Linked DNA regions of Sus scrofa: all the other regions are linked to region 2. Evidence: chromatin contacts called from public Hi-C data. All regions are on one chromosome and are shown on one strand. Each heading gives the region's core, a stretch centred on a gene start, on an enhancer-like site or on the middle of the called end of the contact. The rest is flanking DNA. Distances are from core to core; before and after follow the strand shown.

What was found. Hi-C and Micro-C count contacts between places; a contact is called where the count stands out from the background.
Region 1: a contact with region 2 is called in a Hi-C map of liver, with 2.3 times the contacts expected there. The contact joins the promoter of BOP1 here to the enhancer-like site in region 2. A contact is called at or near these places in 1 of 5 promoter capture datasets (fetal liver), 2 of 47 Hi-C or Micro-C datasets (embryonic fibroblasts and liver) and 1 of 2 datasets of contacts at active chromatin or transcription factors (alveolar macrophages).
Region 3: a contact with region 2 is called in a Hi-C map of liver, with 5 times the contacts expected there. The contact joins the promoter of TMEM249 here to the enhancer-like site in region 2. A contact is called at or near these places in 3 of 5 promoter capture datasets (fetal liver, fetal skeletal muscle and liver), 15 of 47 Hi-C or Micro-C datasets (alveolar macrophages, blood, embryonic fibroblasts and 9 more) and 2 of 2 datasets of contacts at active chromatin or transcription factors (alveolar macrophages and skeletal muscle).

What each region holds. Positions count from the first base shown.
Region 1 is chr4:485,195-487,894 of Sscrofa11.1, reverse strand. BOP1 (ribosome biogenesis protein BOP1) reads right to left here and starts at 1,333. Exons shown (of 16, transcript XM_013988007.2): 1 at 1,193-1,333; 2 at 45-200. The coding sequence starts at 1,282. HSF1 (heat shock transcription factor 1) reads left to right here and starts at 1,430. Exons shown (of 13, transcript NM_001243819.1): 1 at 1,430-1,709. The coding sequence starts at 1,593.
Region 2 is chr4:280,778-283,477 of Sscrofa11.1, reverse strand. It overlaps LRRC24 (leucine-rich repeat-containing protein 24), which reads right to left. Exons shown (of 5, transcript XM_003125437.3): 4 at 2,529-2,697; 5 at 889-1,919. The coding sequence ends at 997. LRRC14 (leucine-rich repeat-containing protein 14) reads left to right here. Exons shown (of 6, transcript XR_002343662.1): 5 at 1-698. Among named protein-coding and RNA genes, the nearest start is that of LRRC24, 4.5 kb to the right of the region's middle. Within about 2 kb of position 1,262, at least 60 of the 83 cell types and tissues checked have an H3K27ac peak or open chromatin away from gene starts, as enhancers often do. A contact at or near this core is called in alveolar macrophages, embryonic fibroblasts, fetal liver and 6 more, where this site is marked.
Region 3 is chr4:427,057-429,756 of Sscrofa11.1, reverse strand. TMEM249 (transmembrane protein 249) reads right to left here and starts at 1,418. Exons shown (of 6, transcript XM_005662816.2): 1 at 1,407-1,418; 2 at 873-1,308; 3 at 547-641; 4 at 232-427; 5 at 1-63. The coding sequence starts at 1,418. It overlaps FBXL6 (F-box/LRR-repeat protein 6), which reads right to left. Exons shown (of 9, transcript XM_013996410.2): 9 at 1,959-2,453. The coding sequence ends at 2,303. It also overlaps a transcript of SLC52A2 not described here.

The DNA of each region.
Region 1 (2,700 bases), core at 84-2,583, 200 kb before region 2:
GGAGAGCGAGGACGAGCACACCAGAACACTGCTCGCTCACCCACCTGCTGCCCCGTGGCCTTCTCCATCCTGCTGTGCTGCTCCTCGCCGCTGGCCCCGTCCTCCTCCTCACTGCTGTCACTGCCAGAATCTTCCAGGCCTGAGAACACACTCTCCTCGCTGTCAGACAGGCTGGGAGCCGGGGCGCCGGGGAGAGAGGGCTGCAAGGAGCACACTGTCGGTGACCAGCTCTGTGTGGCGCAGGACCAGAGCTGCTTCTGAGCAGACTTCTGCCCACCAGACACCACCCCGGCCCTAACTCCACCAGACAGGGTGCACGGTGGAACAAGAACCTGCAGACTCTTAGCAAGCATTCATTGGAAGGCAAAATTCTAGATTTCATTGTTTTTCAATAGTTCCTGAGTCTCTCGCCAAACTGGACAGCCTGCACGGAGCAGCTACCAAACAGCACTCAGCACACACTCTATCGTGCCTAACTAGCTACACAATTACAACGGCAAGTAAAAATGGCACAAATGTTTTGGGCACAAACACAAACAGCCGCTGATGAATACAGAGGCAAAAGCACTACAAGTGGGTGAGCATGGTGCCCAGAGCTGCCTGCCGGCCAGGGAGCACCACGAGCACTTGTCACAAGTGAAGGGGCAGCCTGATAAACCAGCAACGTGGAGTCCCAGCTGCGAGGCTCGACTGCACAAGCCTGCTATGGCTTTCTACCACCGAGATTTGATGAGATTTGATGACACCCCCACAGCGCGGCTGGGGTTCCGCTGGACAGGAAGAGCATGAGTCCAGCTAAAACGGGCCGTCCAGTGCAGCAGGCGCTGCTTTCTCATCCTCGTTTCCTCTTCTACAACGTCTAACGTGTCAGGAACATTTGGCTATACAAGCAGCTACTGCAGGCTCAAATCTTCTGCGCCCAGATGACAATTCAAAGGCCCAGGAAGACCGCTGCGCAGGACGCCGGCTCTCCTTCCTTATTCTCTCCGGCCCAGACCTTCTTCCGACCCACACAACCGCCAGCCAGCTCCCTGCCCAGGACGCCCCCGCAAGGCCGCCGGGGCGGAGGACAGGAGACCCCTCCCTCCTCGCATTCCCAGGCCCGCCGGGCGCTGGGCGGGATCGCTCCCCGGCCGGTGCCGCGGCCCAGCCCCGCCGCCCCCCCCCGCTCCCGCTCCCGCTCCCGCGTCACCTCCTCCGGCTCCCGCCCCGGCTCCAGCATCCGCTTCCCGGGCCGCGTCCCGGCCACCGCCACGCGCCGCGCGCCCTGAGGTCCCGCCATGCCGCCCGCCGGTCTGCCCTGCGCCGCCACTTCCGGCAGCGACGCGACCGCGTGGGCCTGGGGGCGGGCCCGCGGGGTCAGAGGGCGCCGGGCGGGACGGGGGCCGGTGTGCGTGCGCGCGCCGTGGGACGCGGGCGGCGCCGGCGGGAGCGCGCCCGTCGCAAGATGGCGGCGGCCATGCCAGGCCCCGGGGCCGTGTGTGCGCAGCGGGCGGCGGCGCGCGGCCCGGGCGGCAGGCGCGGCAGCGGCGCTAGCCCGGCCCTCAGCCCCTCCTCGCGGTCCCGCCTCCGCCTCTCCCACCTTGCCCGGTATGGATCTGCCCGTGGGCCCGGGCGCGGCGGGGCCCAGCAACGTCCCGGCCTTCCTGACCAAGCTCTGGACTCTCGTGAGCGACCCGGACACGGACGCGCTTATCTGCTGGAGCCCGGTGAGGGGCCGAGGGCGCCGGCCCGGGGCGGGGAGGCCGCGGCGCGGGGGCCCAGGACGGGCAGGCCCGGACCCCGCCTCGCAGGCCCGGTGTGGGGGTGGGGAGCAGGGGGTAGTGCGGGGAGAAGCGTCGCAGGCCCGCTGGAGGTCGCTCCTGTCCACGCCGCTCTCCCGCGTTGGGTAGGAAGGGCTTCTGCCTCCGTGGGCTTGCGCTTGCTGCCTGTGGGACGACTGCGGGACGCGTCTGTGCTTAGAACAGCCCCCGGCTTCGCTAGTGGACGCTGGGCCCCGGTGGCCCCAGAGTTCCAGTGGTGTGGTGGGCAGTTATTCAGGGTAAATCAAGTCTCGGCCCTGGAACTGGAGGGCGTTTCTCTAGTTCGAAAGGAGAGGGAGCGAAAACAGAAAGCACAACGTCATAAAGTTCAGGCTGGTCTCGAGCCCGGGTCCAGATCCCAGAGCTGCTTTCCCAAGAGCGACTCGTGTTTCTTGCTCTGTGCGCGACTTTATTCACGCCCTGTCTCCCGTTGCCTGGCAGCGGGCAGGTGATTTACATGGTCTGACTCCGCAGGCTGGACAACTCCAGTTTGCGGAGGTTGGACTTGGAGATGGACGTCCTGGCTGTGACGTCGAGGTGGGGCAGGTCGGAGCCACGGCTCGCGGCTGGCAGGGGGGTGGCCTAGGCCACCGTAGTCGTAGGCAGGCTCCGGGCGCCTCCAAACGTGCTTACTCTCCTGAGCGCCCAAACGCTGGATTTCTTGGACCCCACTGAGTTGTTGCCTGTCATCCTGCTGAGCCCTTGGAAAGGAAGAGCAGTCTGGGCTGAAAGGAGCCCAGAGCTGGAGGCCACGTTCTCTCGTTCCACTTGTCCCTTTGAGGAGACCAGAAACCGTGCTGCATTCCCTTGGGGACACTGTGTGTTGTCCCAGCAAATATCCATGTGGCGTTCTCCATCCCAGGCCCTGTTTCTTTAACGGTGGGAACCACCCCTTGTT
Region 2 (2,700 bases), core at 13-2,512:
CCCTTGGGTAGGCAAAGCCTTCACTGGGCCTCTGCTGGAAGCCTGACAAAAAGGCACAGTCTGATTTCTTTGCTCCCGGGAGCACCTCAAGCCTCCCATGCTTTCTGCAGCACCCTGCACAGTTTGTCCTGCTCCTGCTCCCCCAACGGGCTGAATATCTGTGGGCCCGGGGCTGGATTCCAGGCCTGCAAGGCCCTGCTTGGTTTGGCTGCTCTTGGCTGCCCTTTGGTGTCCTGGTTCTCTCCTTGGAATGATCCTGGGGTCTGTGACCTGAGAGAGGATGTTTTCCTCTGGGCCATCCCAAGAGCAGACTGCTCTGGGGGGCTGAAGTGGGGCAGGGGCTTGCTTCAACGAGGGCTGGGCCCCCACGCTCTCTGGGGCCGCTTATTGTTCTCACTGCCCTGATACCCAGGAGGCCGCCTGTTGGCTGGGTTTTGGGGCCAGGGGGTGTCATTAAGGTACAAACGTGCAGTGTGTTTAGAACTTAAATCTGTGGCTATTTTTTCTGTCCTAATTGGTCCAAGTGACTTGTCTTCTGCTCTGCTGTCTGTCACTCCTAGCCTGGCTGTCGGGTAACGTCTTCCGGTCTGTTGCCTCTTCCCATCCCTAGGCTTCTGCACAGTCTGTCGCACCTTCCACCTCGCCGAGGTCCAGGCTCTTCCAGCAGGAGGCGGGGCCGGAGGTGGACGTACCGAGCTGTAGGTCGGATGTTTTGGGGAGGGGTCTGTTCCGGAGGGAGGGCCTCTGTGGGGCTGTTGGGAGCTACCTCGGCCGCCCTCGGCTCGCACCCCAGGACTCCGTCCGTCCGCGGAGCTTGCCTGCCCAGGTGCTTGAGCCCCGCGCCCCGCGCCCCACGCGCCCCCCCCACACACACACACGGCTCGCAGCACAGTGCGCACGCAGCTTCCACCCTTTACTGACCGCGCGGGAGCATGCGCGGAGCGAGTCGCGCCGGCCAATCCGCGGCCCCGACGTCATCGGCGCGCGGCCCGCCCCTCAGCAGTGGATCTCGTAGGCGGCTGGAGGCTGCAGCGGGAGCCCCTGCGCGGGCCCGGCTGCCGTCCCTTCGCCCGCCTCCGCCGGGCCTTCGGCGAAGAGCGGCTTAGAGCGGTCGATGACGAACATCTCGTGGCCCCGCTCGTCGCGGAACTCCTCGAGCTGCGCGAAGGTGCAGGGCCCGTCCGAGTAGTCGTTGACGAAGAGCGCGCCCTCCCCCGGAGGGCCCGGCGCCTTTTTGCGCCGGCGCCGCCTGCGGCAGATCATGGTCGCCAGCAGCAGCGCCGTGAGCGCCAGCAGCGCGATGGCCGCCGCGATGGCGGTCTGCGTGGCCAGGCCCAGGGCGCGGAAGGCCATGCTGCCCGCCTCGGGCAGGGGCTCGTGGCTGACGGGGCCGGCAACCGGGGGCGGCGCGGGCGCCAGCTGCTGCTGGCGGGACAAGTTGACCAGGAGCTGGAAGGGCACGCGGGCGGCGCCGCCGGCGTTGGAGGCCTCGCACTCGTACTTGCCGGCATGGGCGAGGGTGATGTTGGTGAGGAAGAGCATGCCGCTGCCGGTGTCGGAGGCCCCGAGCCCACCTGGGCCCGGCACCCCACCTTCTGGTTGGGCCTGGGCCCGCAGCGGCCCCCCACGAGGCTGGGCCACCTTTCTCCAGGTCACCAGGGGCTGGGGGTAGCCGGAAGCCTGGCAGGCAACCCGCAGGTCCTCACCCAGGTTGGCTGTCACCTCCAGCGGCTCCACATGCACAGAGGGTGGGATGCAGATGAGGCTGCTGCCAGACACGTCCAGGAGATTCTGAAGTGCCAGGCGGGGGGGCTCTGCACATGTGATCTTCTTGTCCCTGAAGCTGAGCAGCCGCTGCCCCCCTTCTTTGATCCAGGCTCCTAGCCAGTGCAGGGCACAGTCACAGCGCCATGGGTTCTCTGCGGGCAGAGCAGCGGTGGGCAGGAAGTTAAGGAGTGGTTCCAGAACACATCCTGTGTGGTTAGGGTTGCTGGCCAGAGCAGGAGTCCCTTTCTTTCCTCCCAGAATGGGGGACCCCTGCCACTCCTTCTCTGACCCCAAACTCCTTAGAATGTGTTGTGTCCCCGTCCCCCAGCTCCTCTGATGTCTCTCCCTGCTACAGGTAGCTTTATTGGGGGGAAACTCCTCTGTCCACATGGACATCCCACCAGCGCTACCTTGCAGGAGTTTGTTAGCCTAGTCTTCATGTGCTGTCTCCGGGAAGTGTCCCCAGTCCTGGGCTGTTTTTCCAATTTTTGCCTGCCTGCCTTCTGGCCCCAAAGTGTGGAAGCCGCTCAGCTCTGTCCAGTCTGTTTAGGGACTTTAGTAGTTTTTCAGTCTTCCTTAGGCAGGGTCTCCAAACGGTGACCCTACCAGCACCCCTATTTTTAGCAGCCTTCTCTCAGGGCTATGAGTGATGGTGTGGTCCTCCCGGGCGCTGCCATTAGAGGTCCCTCCACAGCGGGGCCTGCTCTCTACTGCCTCCGCTGTGGACAAAGAAGATGGCTTTGCCCCTAGAAAGAGCTTACCTGTAAGGCGCAGGACCTGCAGGCTGGCCAGGGGCTGCAGGGCCTCCCGGCTGATGGTGCCCAGCTGGTTCCTGCTGAGGTCCAGCAGTGCCAGCGAGGAGAGCCCAGCCAGGGCCTGGTCCTCCAGCAACTCAATGCTGTTTTCCTGCAGGTGCAGCTCCTGCAGTCGCTG
Region 3 (2,700 bases), core at 169-2,668, 150 kb before region 2:
CCAGCACCAGCGGCTCCAGCTTGTGGCCGCTCAGAACCAGCTGGAAGAAGCACCTCCCATAGGCTGGAGAGGGGCAAACTGCTCAGCCCTGCACTCGGAGAAGGAGCGGGCGGGAGGCTCCGGGGCAGGGCTCCGGGGGCGGGGCCCCACCTGCCCGCCCCTCCCCACCCCACGAGGTTTCCCCTTCGCTTGCGTGGTGTCCCTCAGATTGCCGCCCGCCCCATGCCTCACCATCGGAGCTGAGCGCCAGGCGCACATAGACCAGGTGCATGGGGCCCTGACACACGGTGCGGCCCTGGATGGAGAAGTGGTACATGCCGAGCGTGTGGTTCAGCACTAGGCGGCGCCGCGGCAGTGACGAGATCGTGAGCCACAGGCCCACGCCCATGCCGAAGGCAGGGAAGCCCCAAGTCTCCTGCTTCTGCACCTGCGGGGGGCGCAGCCGGGGCCTTCTGAGCCGCCGCGGGGCCGGGGGGCGGAGCGCCGTGCGGCGGGCCCCGCCCTCAGGGGCGGAAGGTCCTGGGGGGCGGGCCCGGGAGCTCAGACCTGGCTCACGAGGCCGAAGCTGATGAGCAAGAGGCAGACGGCGAAGAGCAGGGTCCCCTTCCACAGCGTGTCCAGGTAGTACTCGAGCACGAAGACTGGGGGCGGTGCGGCGAGGCGCGTGAGGCTAGCGGGCCCCTCGCGCAGCCCGAGGTGGCAGTGCCAGGGCTCGGGCCTGGATCCGCCGGCCTCGCGCAGGGCCCCGGGCCGCGGGGTGCGTCCAGCCTGCGGTTCTAGCGCCCCCCCGGGCCCTGGCCCCGCCCCTCACCACGGCCCGCCCCGCTCAGATCCCAGGCCCCGCCCCCGCCCCCGCGGCGCCCCGCGCGCACCGTTGGGCTGCAGCTGCGTGAACGGGTAGAAACAATTGCTCTTGAGGCGCTTGGCCAGGTTTCGCTCGGTGCAGAAGAGTCCTAGGGCCCAGAGTTGGAAGGGCTTGCCGCCCGAGGTCGTGGGCAGGCTGCTGATCTGGCCCTTGGGGACCTGGGTCAGGTACAGACGGTCGGCTGGGCGGCGTCTGTGGCCACTGCCCGCTGCCCACAGCCGCGCTGGAGGAGAGTACTGGGAGAAAACAGCCTCCAGCACCACGGTCGGGAAGGAGACGCTCAGGCAATGGCAGGGGAGCCACACCAGGTGGCCGTCCAGATGGGGCTGCCGGGGTTCTAGAAGCTCTGGGAGGCGGGTTCTAGAAGGGCCGTCCGGATGGTCATCCCTTCTCCAGGGAGTCACAGGCTGGCCCCGCCAAGGGCTGCTCTTCCCAGCTGGTCCCTACCCCACTGGCCTGGTTCACAGTCCTCACCCGACAGGGGGGTAATGGGACACTCCCAGGCCTCGGCTGGAGAGAAAACTGCAGGCAGGTGCCCCACAGTGAACCCCATGGCTGAGCCTGGCCTCTCCCTCCACTGCCACCTCTGCTCAGGTCAGAGCCTCACATACAATTACAGGCAACTCACCTTAGTGCCCCTGCGGGTGGAAAACACACACACACACACACACACACGTTCAGTCCAAGAGTCTGAGCCCAGGAGTGAGCGGGCAGGACACAGCCTCGGGCAGACTCAGAAGCCCTGGGGGGCTTCTGGGCCAGCCCTACCTAGTTCCCTCAGGGACAGCCCCTGTCCCCCGACCCTGATCCCAGAAATCACACTAGAGTTCCTAAAAAAAAGGTTTGTTTTTTTTTTCTCTCTTTTTAGGGCCGCACCAGCAGCATATGGAAGCTCCCAGGCTAGGGGTCCAGTCGGAGCTACAGCTGCCGGCCCACACTACAGCCACACCAGATCTGAGCCCCATCTCTGTAAACTAAACCACAGCTCATGGCAATGCCAGATCCATAACCCATTGAGCGAGGGCAGGGATCGAACCTGTGTCCTCATGGATACTAGTCGGGTTCATTACCACTGAGCCAGGACAGGAACTCCCCTAAAAATGTTTTATTTTTGCTTTTTACTTTTTGTCTTTTATAGGGCCACACTTGTGGCATATGGGGGTTCCCAGGCTAGGGGTCTAATCAGAGCTGCAGTTGCCAGCCTACACCACAGCGAGGCAGGATCCGAGCCGCGCCTGCAACCTACACCACAGCTCACGGCAACGCCAGATCCTTTACCCACTGAGCAAGGCCAGGGATGGAGCCCGCAACCTCACGGTTCCTCGTCAGATTCGTTAACCACTGCGCCACGACGGGAACTCCTAAAATGTTTTCTTGTAACCAAGTGCTCAGACTTCCCAAATGGGAAGGTGGGCCGGCAGGGCTGCCTGGAGCTGCCTAGCTTGGAGCGGGTAGGCTGGTGAGCAGTTGCTCCAGGCACCACCGGATTTCCTCTGGGCCCCTGTAGGCCCGTTTCAGGCCCCTCGGAAGGCAGCGGCAGGACTCCAGGTTGAGGTACCGCAGACCTGGGCAGTTGCTGATCACTGAGCTGTGGGGGCAGGGCAGGAAGTGGGGGGGTGCGGTCACTGGCCTGCAGGAGATCCAGGGTCCTCCCCCACCCCTGGCAGAGCCAGGCCAGCACAGCTGGCTTTGACACCTACCTTCCTCAAGACCCAAACCCAGTACCCTTGGTATCCCCAAGGCCAACCCCAGGGAGGGGCTTAGCTGGGATGAGCCTCCCTCTTTAGACCCCTGGAGTTGGCAAGCCAGGCAGGATGGGGGGGCAAGTGATCCTG